Regions from separate parts of the Drosophila melanogaster genome. Here region 2 is linked to region 1. Evidence: chromatin contacts called from public Hi-C data. All regions are on one chromosome and are shown on one strand. Each heading gives the region's core, a stretch centred on a gene start, on an enhancer-like site or on the middle of the called end of the contact. The rest is flanking DNA. Distances are from core to core; before and after follow the strand shown.

Evidence for each region. A called contact is a pair of places that touch in the nucleus more often than the background predicts.
Region 2: a contact with region 1 is called in a Hi-C map of the Kc167 cell line, with 5 times the contacts expected there. The contact joins the promoter of CG42588 here to the promoter of Hip1 in region 1. A contact is called at or near these places in 16 of 107 Hi-C or Micro-C datasets (the D17-c3 cell line, the Kc167 cell line, the OSC cell line and 8 more) and 1 of 6 datasets of contacts at active chromatin or transcription factors (the Kc167 cell line).

Annotation. Positions count from the first base shown.
Region 1 is chr3L:12,769,761-12,776,906 of dm6, reverse strand. Hip1 (Huntingtin interacting protein 1) reads left to right here and starts at 3,334. Exons shown (of 8, transcript NM_140340.2): 1 at 3,334-3,632; 2 at 4,324-4,745; 3 at 4,805-5,535; 4 at 5,592-5,701; 5 at 5,766-6,512; 6 at 6,569-7,004; 7 at 7,071-7,146. The coding sequence starts at 3,597. CG32106 reads left to right here. Exons shown (of 5, transcript NM_168514.2): 3 at 1-1,319; 4 at 1,374-1,451; 5 at 1,512-2,956. The coding sequence ends at 2,910.
Region 2 is chr3L:12,811,090-12,817,245 of dm6, reverse strand. It overlaps CG42588, which reads right to left and starts at 2,992. Exons shown (of 10, transcript NM_140347.4): 1 at 2,366-2,992; 2 at 1-1,047. The coding sequence starts at 2,714. It overlaps Sap130 (Sin3A-associated protein 130), which reads right to left. Exons shown (of 11, transcript NM_168518.3): 6 at 5,658-6,156; 7 at 5,360-5,598; 8 at 5,026-5,296; 9 at 4,796-4,966; 10 at 4,630-4,737; 11 at 4,210-4,566. The coding sequence ends at 4,417. It overlaps Sf3a2 (Splicing factor 3a subunit 2), which reads left to right and starts at 3,227. Exons shown (of 1, transcript NM_140346.2): 1 at 3,227-4,218. The coding sequence starts at 3,339. The coding sequence ends at 4,133.

The DNA.
Region 1 (7,146 bases), core at 2,085-4,584:
TCAGAATCTTGTGAAAAACCGATGTCCATGGGCAAACGGGGTATTATGAAACGAAGTTCGGGACAAATTAAAGGGACTAATCAAAGATTTGGAGGTAGTACCTTAAATAAGAACATTTGCTTTAGGGAACGCATCTCCACTTGCAGTCAATCAACCGAAATGGAGCAGCCCACAAAACAATGTCCCCGATATGATTGTGATGAATTCTATGTTTCCAGCAGAACCGATACTGAATGCGACTACAGATCCTCAAATAGCGACTTTAGATGCCCAAAAAGTGTGAAGAGTAAAAGTTCATATAAATCTTCTGATATGAGTTTTTCAAATAGTAGTTATACTGCACCAAGTGTTAATCCTAGTGAAAGGGAGTGCTTTTCTGAAGGATCGAAGAATGAATGTCCAAAGGAATCTTCTCCGGAAAGAAACTCAAAAATTAGCAGCATCGAAAAAACATCTCATAGTTCTCTTAAGTTTAGTTCGAAAACGAATAAATCTCCCCAACGAAACAAAGTTAAACAAATTATAAATAAAATTCAAGATATGCCACGAAATCAAACAAGAAATAAACGGAAACAACGGAATAAGAATCGCATGAGTTCTGGAGGCGAAACGTTTCCAGAGAACTCCACAGATTGTGATTACGAAGTGGCAGAAGCACAAACTCCAAGCACATCCAAAAACAGTTTCTCAGAAGCTTTGAAAGCAAGTCAAAATAAAAGTGCCATTGATATAAAAGAAAGTAACATCAGTAGAAAATCGGACCATTTAATTACCGAAAGAAATACCCGAAAAGAAAGTTCGCAAGAAAGTGAGAAACGAAACCCGGATCAAAGAATAAATTTAGAAAGCCATCAAAACGCTGCTGTTGATCCAAAACAAACTACAGATCAAAGTTGTAATACAAAACGAGAAGAATCTTTCAGGCAGCGCTCAAATTCAGCACCAGAATGCTGGATACTTCAATTCGCCCAAGGAAACCCAACAAATGCATCTGAAAAATCACATCAATATTCACCGGAAAATTGCAGAGAAAAACACAATTGTCCGGAAAACGTACTTGTACTCAAGGACGAAACTTGTGAAAGTGATTCAGATGACTATGAACTCGTAAGATGCAATGATATCTCAACAGAAGAAGAGACCGTAAATGCGAACTGTCGTGAATGCAAAACTCCGGACTACAGTATAAATGCAAGTATTTTAAATCAACTTAGAAATGAGGAAAGCTCGATTAGTCCTACACAAAGCCAAATAACTTTTATCCTTGCCGACGATCAACGTCCAAATGATCTTAACATATCACAGCAGAACGAAGGAAGGTATGAAAAATATACAAATAATTGTTTATATATCTAAAACCTTCTTTATTCCAGAGAAAAGCCACCAATGGTGCAAGTACCATTTCGTATGAGCAGCACTGAAGAATTGGGCATTTCCCAGCCAAAACAATTGTGAGTGTTCTTCTTTTCCGACAATTATGATCTCTTACTTTTAATCCAAACATATTTCAGGAGGAAATTTGGTCTAAACTTCACCAGACTCAATACCAATCAATTTCAAATGGCACCAGCGACTACAAGACACGTTCGACTACAAACCCAGAAAACAAAAAGGACGAAGAATCGAAACTGCAATTCTTCTGTTGGCCAAATGAACGGTGTATTTGTTCTAGCTTCTTCGCCATCTACTAGAACGAATACAGCAGAGCAATCTATTGAAAGGAGAAATAGGAATCTGCAGAATCATCCAGGCGTTTCTGATTCTTTGAGTAACAATCCACCATCCTCAGAAAATAGACGAAAAGCCCCATCCCAAACATCTTACCCAGTACTTAGACGTATTCAAAGAAATGATTCAAACAATTCGCAAGGCGGAAGATTCATTTCGGCCAGCAGCCAATATCCTGACCAGCACAGACAAGATGAATACCTAGCTTGTGATAGAAATAATAGTGACCAAAGCCATCGCGATAGTCATCAAAACGAGGACGGGTCGCATAATTCAGCTATGGTTGGAGCTTCTGGGTATTCTACTGACTTAACTTGGACAGATCCACCTCCGAACTCCCAATTACTAGCTCCCAATACATCGACTGACGTGGAAACACTGGAAACGGTAACCCTAATGCAACCTCGAAAACTTCGTAGTTGTGAAAGTGCTGGGATCAGAAACCAGGCAAATATCAATGGGAACACCGTTCTTATAGAGACAAGAACTCCCTGTAACAGGGAAATTCTACTCCAGACCTGTGGACGACCGCCCTGTAACTCGTGTCCTTATCAATACACGGGTCTTCCTCCGAGTCTCCATCAAGGATTTACGAAGCCACCGGATCATATGCTACAACCGCAGATCTCTGTGAGTGCTCCACAAAATGTCACTCCTTTCGATGAAGGGTACCTTATAGATCCGCGGGATCAGTGGATGCCCACTAAGTCACCAGCTTCAGCACCAGCCGTGCAGCATCAATTTCAAATGAAGGAACAATGTCAGCCGGATCATGGATCCTATCATCATTTTCAGGAATCTGTACATACTTCAGACCCAAGTTCCTCTCAGGCCAGAAACCCTGACTACAATCCTCAACTAAAAGAGAACATTCGAATGCTTCCAGATGGATTCTATGAACGCACCGTGAATAAGTATAATATAACACGCATGGATTCCAACTTCCAGCCACCGGAATTTTCACTGCAGCCAAATTTTGTTCACGGAGAACAGCATCCTACTTTCAGACACCACGCTTGTCCTTATAGCAATCAATATCATCATCCGCAACTGATGATGACATCCGTTCCAGATCCCAATCGACGTTACATTCCACCACAAAACCAATACCCAGCCGAGATGTTTTGGCCACAGCAAAATGTACATTTGGATTACTATGATCAATCGGAATACCAAATTTAATCCAAACAGTTGGAAGAATACATTAAATTAAAATTACTTTAAAAACAAATTAAAATTGTCGTTCTTTTATTTAAAGTAAAAATATGGTAGCAGATCTATAAATATCGAACAAAATCTATCTTTTTAGAAAATCAGTACACAAAAATTTCAAAAACACATTCTAAAGCTTTTTTTTAAACCATCGTATAAAATCAAATTAAATTAAATTTTTAACTTAACTGAAGTTTTATTGAAAGCGTTCGATGTTATAATTTAAATATTGGTTCATTTAAGTGTATTTCAATTCAAATATCCTTCGATTTAATGGAAAAAAATAAAAATTTGCAAAACATTTTTTTTCGCGCTCAAAATGGTGATGCAAGAAGTTGATGACTATCGAAACGAATCGATAGGGTAAAGCCCGCATATCGGAACACCGCCCAGCTCTATTAACTTTTATCGATAAAGGAAAACAACATTTGTTTATATGACTAATTTACTCTTACACTCATTGTTTCATACACGCACACGATCGGAATCCGAATGAATACGAACGCGACCAATACGAAAACAATGGCCAACATTGTTGATAAGATAAGATAACTCCCGTTTCCAATGTCTTTGCTGTCTTTGCTCTAATGCACATATATCGCGCTGCGAATGATTCGAATTTGTTCAGCAAGTACGCCAAGAATTGTCAGTAAACAATGGCAACTCACGCCGAAAAGGAGTTCTACCACCTGGTACGTAAGCCCAAAGGAAAGCCAAGAAAACCGCCAAGAATACCCACAGCAGATTATAGGCACACGGATGTTGTCATATCATGTGCATAGTGTAAATACCTAAATGTTTATGCACACAACTACAGGCGCGCCGCTCAAATATGCATAAACATTTCACTTAAGAAGTCAGCCTTGAACCAGATTATATGGAACAGCTCGAAATATCATCAGCTTTTCACACGACTTGCAACACCACAGAGACTACACTACATGCTAATCCCAAGTTTCTCCGCTTCGGATGACCCAGAAAATTAGAAACTGCAATGAATGCTATGCGGACTACATCCACTTTGATCAATTGTTCAATGTGCACACAAAGGCCTTTCAAATTTTTTGATTATCAACCCAAATTCGGCACGATAAGAAGTGAAATCCAGTATTTAGATTACCTTCTGTTATCATAAATTCATATCAAACACATGGTGTAGGTGTTTGGAATCTTATTTTTAAAAGCATCGAAATGTTTGCACTTCCAAACTAAATAGTCGATCAGTGAGTCACCCCCTTTAGATCGAATTCCACTAAAAAGTATAAAACTATAGATATCGTCCGCCAAAATCCGTCCATATCTTATAAGCTGAGTCAGTCACTTCTTCGAAAGTGTACAACAATAAAAAGCCATTTAAACTATAATATTTACATTTCATTTCAGAACGTCAGCGTGTCCAAAGCTTTAAATGGCCTGGAAGCGCCACTCAAAACCAAACATGCCCGCTCCATTATTATTATGATACACAAGGCCAAAGAGGCCAAAACATTCTGGATGATCATCTCCCGGCAGCCTTTGATGCAGAGTAGATTTACTGCCTGGAAGTTTTCGCATCTGCTGCACAAGGTCCTGCGAGAGGGTCATGAAAGTGCCATCCGCCACTCGCAGAGCCACAAGAAGATGATACTGGAGGTGGGAAAAATGTGGGGCCTGCTGCAGGACGATATTGGATGCTGCATACAGGCGTATAGTAAGCTCTTGGCCACAAAATTAAACTTCCACGACAAAAATCGAATGTTTCCCGGCACCCTGAACATTTCGTTCACGGAACTCTTCATTGCTGTGGATAGGGATTTAAATTATTGGTAAGTAAAAATAGATATATATTACTTTCAAACTACTGAGACAGAACCATTGATTCCAGTTTTCAACTGTGCGTGGAAATTTTCGACTACTTGGAGGATATAATTGCGCTGCAATTGACGATATTTTCATCTATGGAAAAGTACAGAATGTCGTCGATGACACCGCAGGGACAATGTAGATTAGCGCCAATAGTTTGCCTTATCCAGGATTCCAATGCGTTGTACGATTTAAGCGTTCGGTTAATGTTTAAACTACACGATGGTGTACCATACGACGTTGTTTCCGGACACAGAGATCGCTTTCACGGTCTGTTTTTAAAGTTGAAGAGTTTTTACAACAACGTGCGACCGCTTCAGTATTTCAAGGACCTAATAACAATCCCGGAATTGCCGGACTCAAGTCCTAACTTCAAGTCCCAAAACGATTTCACCAGTTATGTACCGCCAGTGGTTCACGTTCCCCAGGAGCCCGATCCGGTTGTTGAAGACCTTGTGGATACCAACAATCACGAGCTGGAAGCCTTCAGTCAAGCCCAGCAGCAGCTTAGCATGTTGGAGGGTATAATCAGCGAGAAAGAGGCTAGCATTGAGGAGCTGTCATTCAAATTGGACGCAATGCAAAAAAATTTCGACGCACTGCAGCAAAGCTACAGACACGACGTTCAGGAGTTGCAACAGAACAATACTGTGCTGTCAAATGATCTGGTCTTGGCGAGAGAAATGTGTGCCACCTTTCGGATGCAAAATGACGATCTTGAGATGCAACTGAATCAGAACCCAATTCTTTTACGTAATTAAATGCTTATTAAACATAATGAAGTCATATAAAAATACCTTGTATTTCAGAAAAAGCTATGGAGGAAGAAGAAAAGCACAAGTTGTCGTCGGAAAAGTTTAATAAACTTAAAACTCTATACACAAAGATTCGAGATGAGCACATTCAGCTGCTGAGAGAGGTATGCAGAAACACAATATTTTCTATTTCCTATACTAATATTCATTCATATACTTTTATATCAGCAAAGTGATTGCAACAAGTCCTTAAATAAAGAGAAACAAGTAAACTCACAACTATTGTTGGAAACTAAGGAGCTTACCAATGAAATTTCCAAAATTAAAGTAAACGTAGAGGAAAAAGAGAAAACAAACTTGATTCTGCAAAAGCAAATCGAAGAGCACAAGGAGAAAATAGCACATCTTGAAGCAGTCAAAAACGAGATGAAGGAGAAATTCGATGATGTGGTTAAACAAAAGGAAATTCAGGAACTCGATATTATTTCCACTTCCGAAAACCTGAGGCTAAATTGCCTCAAAGTCGAAGAGCTTAATGGAAACCTCAATGACACCCTGGAAAAACTGTCGAACGCCGAAAGCCAAATAAATGCAAAGACCGAGGATATCGAGAAAATGCTAAAAGCTTTTGAAGCGGAAAAGGCATTGCTCTTAACTCAGATTGAACAACAGAGTGTTGAAAGTAAAAGCCATAGTGAAGCTCAAAACGCTCAATTGCAAGAAATAATGGATAACTTGGAACAAAAGGATAAAGAGTTCAATGAAGTTAAGCTTCAGCTGTCCAGCGCAGAAAGCCAAATCAGCTTAAAGGCATTGGAAATTCAAAACAATTTAAAGGCATTTGAAGCGGAAAAATCAGTGCTATTAACTAAAATAGAGCAGTTAGGTATAGAGCATAAAAACAACAGCGAAGCACAAAATGCTCAATTGCAGCTAACTTTAAACAACTTGGAGCAAAATGAGAGTGCATTACAGGTAAATGAAACCAATTTAAATCAAGAAAATTATAGAAACTGCTTTTCTTTCTTCAGCAAACCCAGGAAATTGTGAATCAATTGAGGCAGGAAAATGCTTCAGCGGGTCAGCGTAACGAGGATTTGCAAAGCAAACTCTCGCTTACTGAGGTAAAACTAACCCAAGCAACACAGCAAATTGATGCCGTGACAAGTTCGTACCAAATCTGTAGTACCGATTTGAGTGAACTCAGAAAATTGGTGATCAAGACTGTAAAGGAAATATGCAATTCGAAGTTGAGCGGATCGGAACAACAGCCTTTGGATGCGGTGCCAAACATAATACGCGAAATGGAGACCATTTTAAATAAGTTCAATAACGCATCGGCTATAAACTATGTTGCTTCAACCGAAGGACTGCAAAATGTTATGTATCTGGGTTATGTATTTATAAAACTATACGATCAATGTGATGTTATCTACAAAACAACAACTGCAATTGAGACAGGTCAGGGTAAGTTGATAACACTAAAAACATAACCACCTACAGCAAACTAACTTTGTATTACTTATTTTGCAGAAATTTTCTCAAAAACAAATTTGTTATGTACCGATATCTGTCAATTGTTCCAATACTTATTAAATAATGAAACAAA
Region 2 (6,156 bases), core at 1,743-4,242, 41 kb before region 1:
CAGTAGACTCATTCGATTCAATAATTGTTTGTTTTGTTGATTCTACAGGTAATGGATTTGAACGAATACTTGAGCCAGCTGAAAAGTCTGTTGCTTTATTTGGCTTTGGATTATACAAAGGAGCAATATTTCCTTTCAGAGTTGGTGATGAAAAGGGCGACGTTCGTTTTGGTTGAAGTATTGTGTTAATAGTGAAATGAGTATCCATTGTGGAAATAACATCCTTTGAATTAAGTGTTTTCATAGCTTGAGGTTGTTTCACCTGATCCGCCTGATTACGAATCTCTTTGGCCATCTCGGCCAGTTTTTCCCGTGAAACCTTAAACTTATTGGCGTTCATAATAACCTTGCCCTTGATCACTTTAGATTGGATATTTGGTGTTGCAGCGCTATCCGGAGAATTTGTAGCTTCCACCGGAGCATTGGGCAGCCGAAGCCCACTCAAATCGATTTTCTCGTTGGGTGCCAACACCTTATGCTCCAGCACAATTAGCGGCGGTGTTGGACTCCTATGAAGTTGTGTGGGAACCGTAGGAGCTGCTCGAGCTATAGGAACCTCTGGAGGTGGATATGGTTGGCTAAAAACATTCGTAGTTTGCTGTACTGGAATCCTCTGTGGACTTGGGGAAACTTGATGCACTGTCCCGTGCGGGTTCACTAAGGGACTGTCACTCGATACGCACATGGCTCGATGTTTGGGCAGCTGATTTACCAAATTGAGCAAAAGTGGCGGCTGCTTTTGTCGGACAGTCAAGTCCGCCTTGGCAATGGACATGGAAGAGGCTGCCGGAGCTGGGGAAATCCCGCCACTGCGAGGAGCTGTTTCGTGGCAAACAGGTGGTGGCATCTTAGGCGCTGCTTTGGAAGTTGTGGGCTTCTGCTGAGCCTGCGTGTTCGTGATTAAGCTCTTGTTTAGTATTCTGTTCTTTAATAGCGCCTTCACTTGTTTGGAACGGTCACCATCCGTTGGATTTGGAGTCGGCTGGATGGGCACTATCTTCTCGATGTGTTCCGAGATCATAAAACGCTTTACTAGAGGCTGAGGTGCTAAAAATTATAAAAGTGAAACATAATTAATAAAGGAAACTATAAGCAGAAGAACTTAGGAGCAAAGTTAAAGGAGCACAGTTTTAAAGCGAAATAAGCCATCTTATACATAAAAGATGCAATTCATTGTTAAAGCAAACATTAAATAAAACCATATAGAGCATGTATTAGCAAAAACAATCGCACACACAAACGGCAGTTTGACCGCAATGGGATTTGAACCCGGGCCAAAAAGGGAATTATGTTGCCTCGCATCGACGCTTCGTCCCTAACCTCATTTTGAGCGCGCACTTGACGATTGAACCACCGAAAGAGTACGAATTGTTGTGGCACGAGTGGGTCTTGAATCTAGTTTGCCAGACGAGTAGTCAAAAAAAATATTTACCCTTTCAAGGGTATCATATTTATGAATTAAGCTCATTATCCCTATTTTACAATTAAGTGTAAAATTTTATTTGCTTTTGACCAATTAAATTTTCATAATTTATGGCTTTACGTAGTTAGTACTCTATCACACAACAACAAAAATTAAATGATTATTGATTAAACTCATTATTCAATTGTTAAAATTTAAAAAAAAGTTTTCGTTAAAAACTTTTTGTGTTACATTTAACAACAACGACAAAAATATTGAAGTGTTCTAGTATTAGCAGTATATTTCATCTCATTTCAAAGAAAAGTACCAACTAATCTAAATGTCCCGAATTAATTTTTTTTTGGTTTTTTAAATTTATTTATTAAAAGAATATTAAAATATACATAAAATATCCTTGTAAAACATGTGATTCTCTTGGCTTATTAAAATATCGATCGTTTTAAATAATTAAATACCAAATTATGTTATTCAATATAAATTTTATTGGCAGTATGTTTTGGAAATAATAACGTCCTGTTTGACAAGTGAACATATTGTAGATGTTCAGATACAGATACAGATGGTTAGCCATCCTAATATTTCTAACCTATAGACCTGAATTTTTAACAAAAATAGACTTTTTTAAACTAAAAAAAATTATTTTAGGTTGCCATTCGAAATACGTAAAAAATAAAATATATCGAGATACACGAAAAGAAAGTGAAGGCGCCGCACTCACTGCGAGACGAACTCAGAACAATTAATACAAAAACTAACTCTTTGACAATCTGTCGGCGTCTCAATCAGTTGCACCATCGTTTTGGTTTTCGGTACTGTGCCCAAAACTCGTAGAAGCATTTAGACGATTTTCGTATCACTTGGTACAAAACCCCTGGGTTTGTAACGGTTTTTTGGGCGATGCACAGCTTAAAGCAAATATATATATATACAAGTATGCATTACCAGGCTGACGCAATTGTTGTTGTGGCGACTGCAATTTGCTCTCTGGCGCAGTTGGCGTCGACTGCGCTGCGGCAGAGGTGGAAAGACTGGTGGACGATGGGGCGTCCACCCTCTTGGCATCCAGCTTCTGCTTCCTAAGCACCTCGGCCAGCTGCCTATCGAGTCCAGCCTCCTTGAGCTTGTTGAAATCCAGCTGAATCTTCTTAATTATTCGCTTGGGCGGAGCTGCAGCAGTTTTGGTGGCGTGTGGAGGAGGGGCGCTGGTGGGATTACCGGGCTTCGGTTGATTAGAAGTGGTGGTCATTGGCGCCGGTGGACCCATGATGACCTGTTTGCTGGAGTTGTCCATTTCGCGGTTACTTTAAAAATCGCATAAGACACTGGCACTGTTTATTCCACGAAAATGACGACAGAAATCGAAATTCTTAAACACTCGTTGCTTCGATTTTTCTCAAGTCCGACGTAATCCACGCAGTGACATTTAAATAAAACACGCTTTTCGAGGCCTAGTACTTGTCACCAACACTAGTTTACTTTAGTTTAGATCGCTGTCTAGACATTTTTCACTTTTTAAATTCTAAAAAAGATCAAGCATGTGCAGCTCGAATTAATAGTGTGACCGCTTTGAAAAAGTAAAATATTCTCAAAGCTTCGGAACGAAAATATACCAAAATATTATATGTAATTCTTTAAAAAAACATCGCAAAAGGAATATATAAGTTATTTTATGTATATTACAGTTTGCAAAAATTTGACTATCATTAAGAATTTTAATGGATTTATGAAACATTCTATTATTTATTTAATACTTTAATCCTGCACACGAACTATCGATTGACTCTGATAAACTACCACCCCTAACCGAATTGGCGTTTCTTGACAACCCTGTTCTGTACAACAAATTTTCATGAAATTTTACCAACGCAAAACGTTTTTCCTTCGTGCGGTTGAAAACTAAAATAAAGTTTACAAAATGGACTTCCAAAACCGCGCCGGCGGCAAGACCGGCAGCGGAGGCGTAGCCTCCTGGTCGGAGACGAACCGCGACCGCAAGGAGCGACTGCGTCAACTGGCCCTGGAGACAATCGATCTGAACAAGGATCCGTACTTCATGAAGAACCATCTGGGCTCCTACGAGTGCAAACTCTGCCTGACGCTGCACAACAACGAGGGCAGCTATTTGGCCCACACGCAGGGCAAGAAGCATCAGGATAATCTGGCAAGAAGAGCCGCCAAGGAGGCAAAGGAGGCACCCTCTTCGCTGCTGGCGCCCGAGAAGCCCCGCGTGGAACCGAAGAAGTTCGTCAAGATTGGACGACCCGGCTACCGGGTGACCAAGCAGCGTGAACTCAGCAACGGCCAGCAGTCGTTGCTCTTTCAGGTGGACTACCCGGAAATCACGGAGTCCATTGTTCCGCGTCACCGCTTCATGTCCGCCTACGAGCAAAAGATCGAGCCGCCAGACCGCAAGTGGCAGTACCTTCTCTTTGCCGCCGAGCCGTACGAGACCATAGGGTTCAAGGTGCCGTCCCGCGAAGTGGAGAAGAGTGAGGGCAAGTTCTGGACGCACTGGAACCGTGACACCAAGCAGTTCTTCCTTCAGTTCGCCTTCAAGTTCGAACCTAAGATCCTGCCGCCACCGCCGCCGAATCTACATAGGGCACTAGGCCCCCCAGGCGGATTCCCCATGCCGGGACCGCCACGTCCTGCTATGCATCCCATGTTCAATGGCGTTCATCCACCGCCACCCATGCTTTCAAACAACTAATTCATCGACAATGTTTACGGGATTTCTCCAAACGCAAGCCGATTACCACAGAAATATTCAAATAATAAACAATTTTCTACTTAATACAACTCGAGGGTTTTTGTATTTGTGTTTCTAGCTTAATAAATTGAAAAAATATTGCTGGTTTTCTTTGTAGCTGTACGACTTACAAATCGATCGCGTTTAAGGTAATTATCTTGGATTCTATAATTTCTGCTTAAATTAGGTAATGTACAACTTATTAATACACACTTGGCTGGCCATCTCCGTTCGTCAATTACTTTTAGATCTTTTCGCGCTTCTTGAAATTCCTTTTCGAAGCGCAGCGGGTGATTATATTAGAAACGTGTGGCTTATGCTCGAAGATCTTCATTAACTGATTCTGTGCCTCGTTGATGCCATCGGTAATAATCTTGCTGCGTTGAATGTTTCCCTGCAAAGTAAATTGGTTTTATGTTGAGATTCAAGCATAATGGATATAAGTATAAGAGCGCACCTTTAGCAGTTCAGTGACTCGCTCAATTTCGCTGTGCTTCTCCTTGTCCTTTTCGAGATCCTGCAGCATGGTCTCCAGCCTGCCCAGACTAAAGACTTCCGATTCATTCTGTAAGAAATCAGTTCAGTCAAAGTAGCCTACCAATACTTTCGTGCCCATTGCTTACCAAGTCCTCCATTTGCGAGCGTAAATGATAAATTTTCCATCCATTGATTTTGCCCTGCACATTTGGCTGATTGGCCAGATCAATGACTGTGGCCCGCCGCTCCTCCCTTGGCTTAACATCAGTGTACCGATGAAAATGATTGTTGGCCAACTTATGTGTGGGCTTATACGTCTGTAGATCAACGGAATCATTTGTTAACTACCACAAAATGAACTGAACCTTCAACTTACATTGAGCAAAGCACAATTGCGCGGACGACGAATCACAAAGTCGACGGGATTTGCGTTCTCCTTGTTGCCCGCCACAGCAGGTGTACTGTTCCGGTGGTTGGCATCGCCTGGCGCACTGTTGGGAGCAACACCCGGGGTCGCTGCTGTCACCAGTAGTCCTCCATTGTTGTGCTTCTGCATGTACGAAGCGCCAGCCGGCGGCGTTGGCTCCGAACTTGGAGGTGGCAGCGATAAGGATGCTTGACTCTGCGTAGAGTGCTGGCTGTCATTGCTGGCAAATACATTATCAGATTATCAACATGCATCATTTGATACAACCACTCAAATAACTCACGTCGATCGTCGCGGCTTTTTCCTAGAGGAGCAGTCATAACTGGAGCTGGAGCTATTACCAGTACCATTCATACGCGTTCCTTGTTGCATCTGCGTCGATCCCACCAAATGAGGCACCTGCTGAGGCTGCTGTTGCTGCGGCGTTGGTGCTTGCACATCCACAAAGGCACTGCTACCACTGCGGGCTCCCAGTGAGGAGTGACCAAGGTTCTGCTGAATCGATTGGTGTGATGAGTACATCTTTTGAAGAACAAATATTAAAGCCATACTTAAGCATATATTGATTGTTGTGTACACACCTCATTAATGGGATTAAAATGCGTGGAATTATCGCGCCCACCAGCGCCTCCCGTGGCTGGCTGATCGCCAATCCTGTCCTGTAATTGCTGATCCACACCAGGTGAGGAATTCGCCGACACTGTAGTTGAGCCGTCCGACGAAGCCGGCGAGTCCGCCCTCGAATTTCTCGTTGAGTTCACGGGGCCAACTGTGGCAGGCACACTAGCGGCGCTACTTGCTACACCATGGGTGACTCGCTCCCGTTCCTTCTTGGCCAGCGCCTCTACGGTCAGCCCAGAGCCAACTGATTGAGGCACTGTCACGGACACCGGCTGAATGTTGAACGTGGTGCCCGGAGCCGGTGGCATGTTTTGTCCACTGTTATTGCTAGCCATTGAAAGCAAAGTGGGTCCTAGATTTTTAGCCGCCCGTATTGGCGAACCTTCCGCATCCCGCTTGCGCATAAAGCTGGACACCAGTGCTCCACTTGCAGTTGCTTGTTGCGGATTGCCCGCTCCC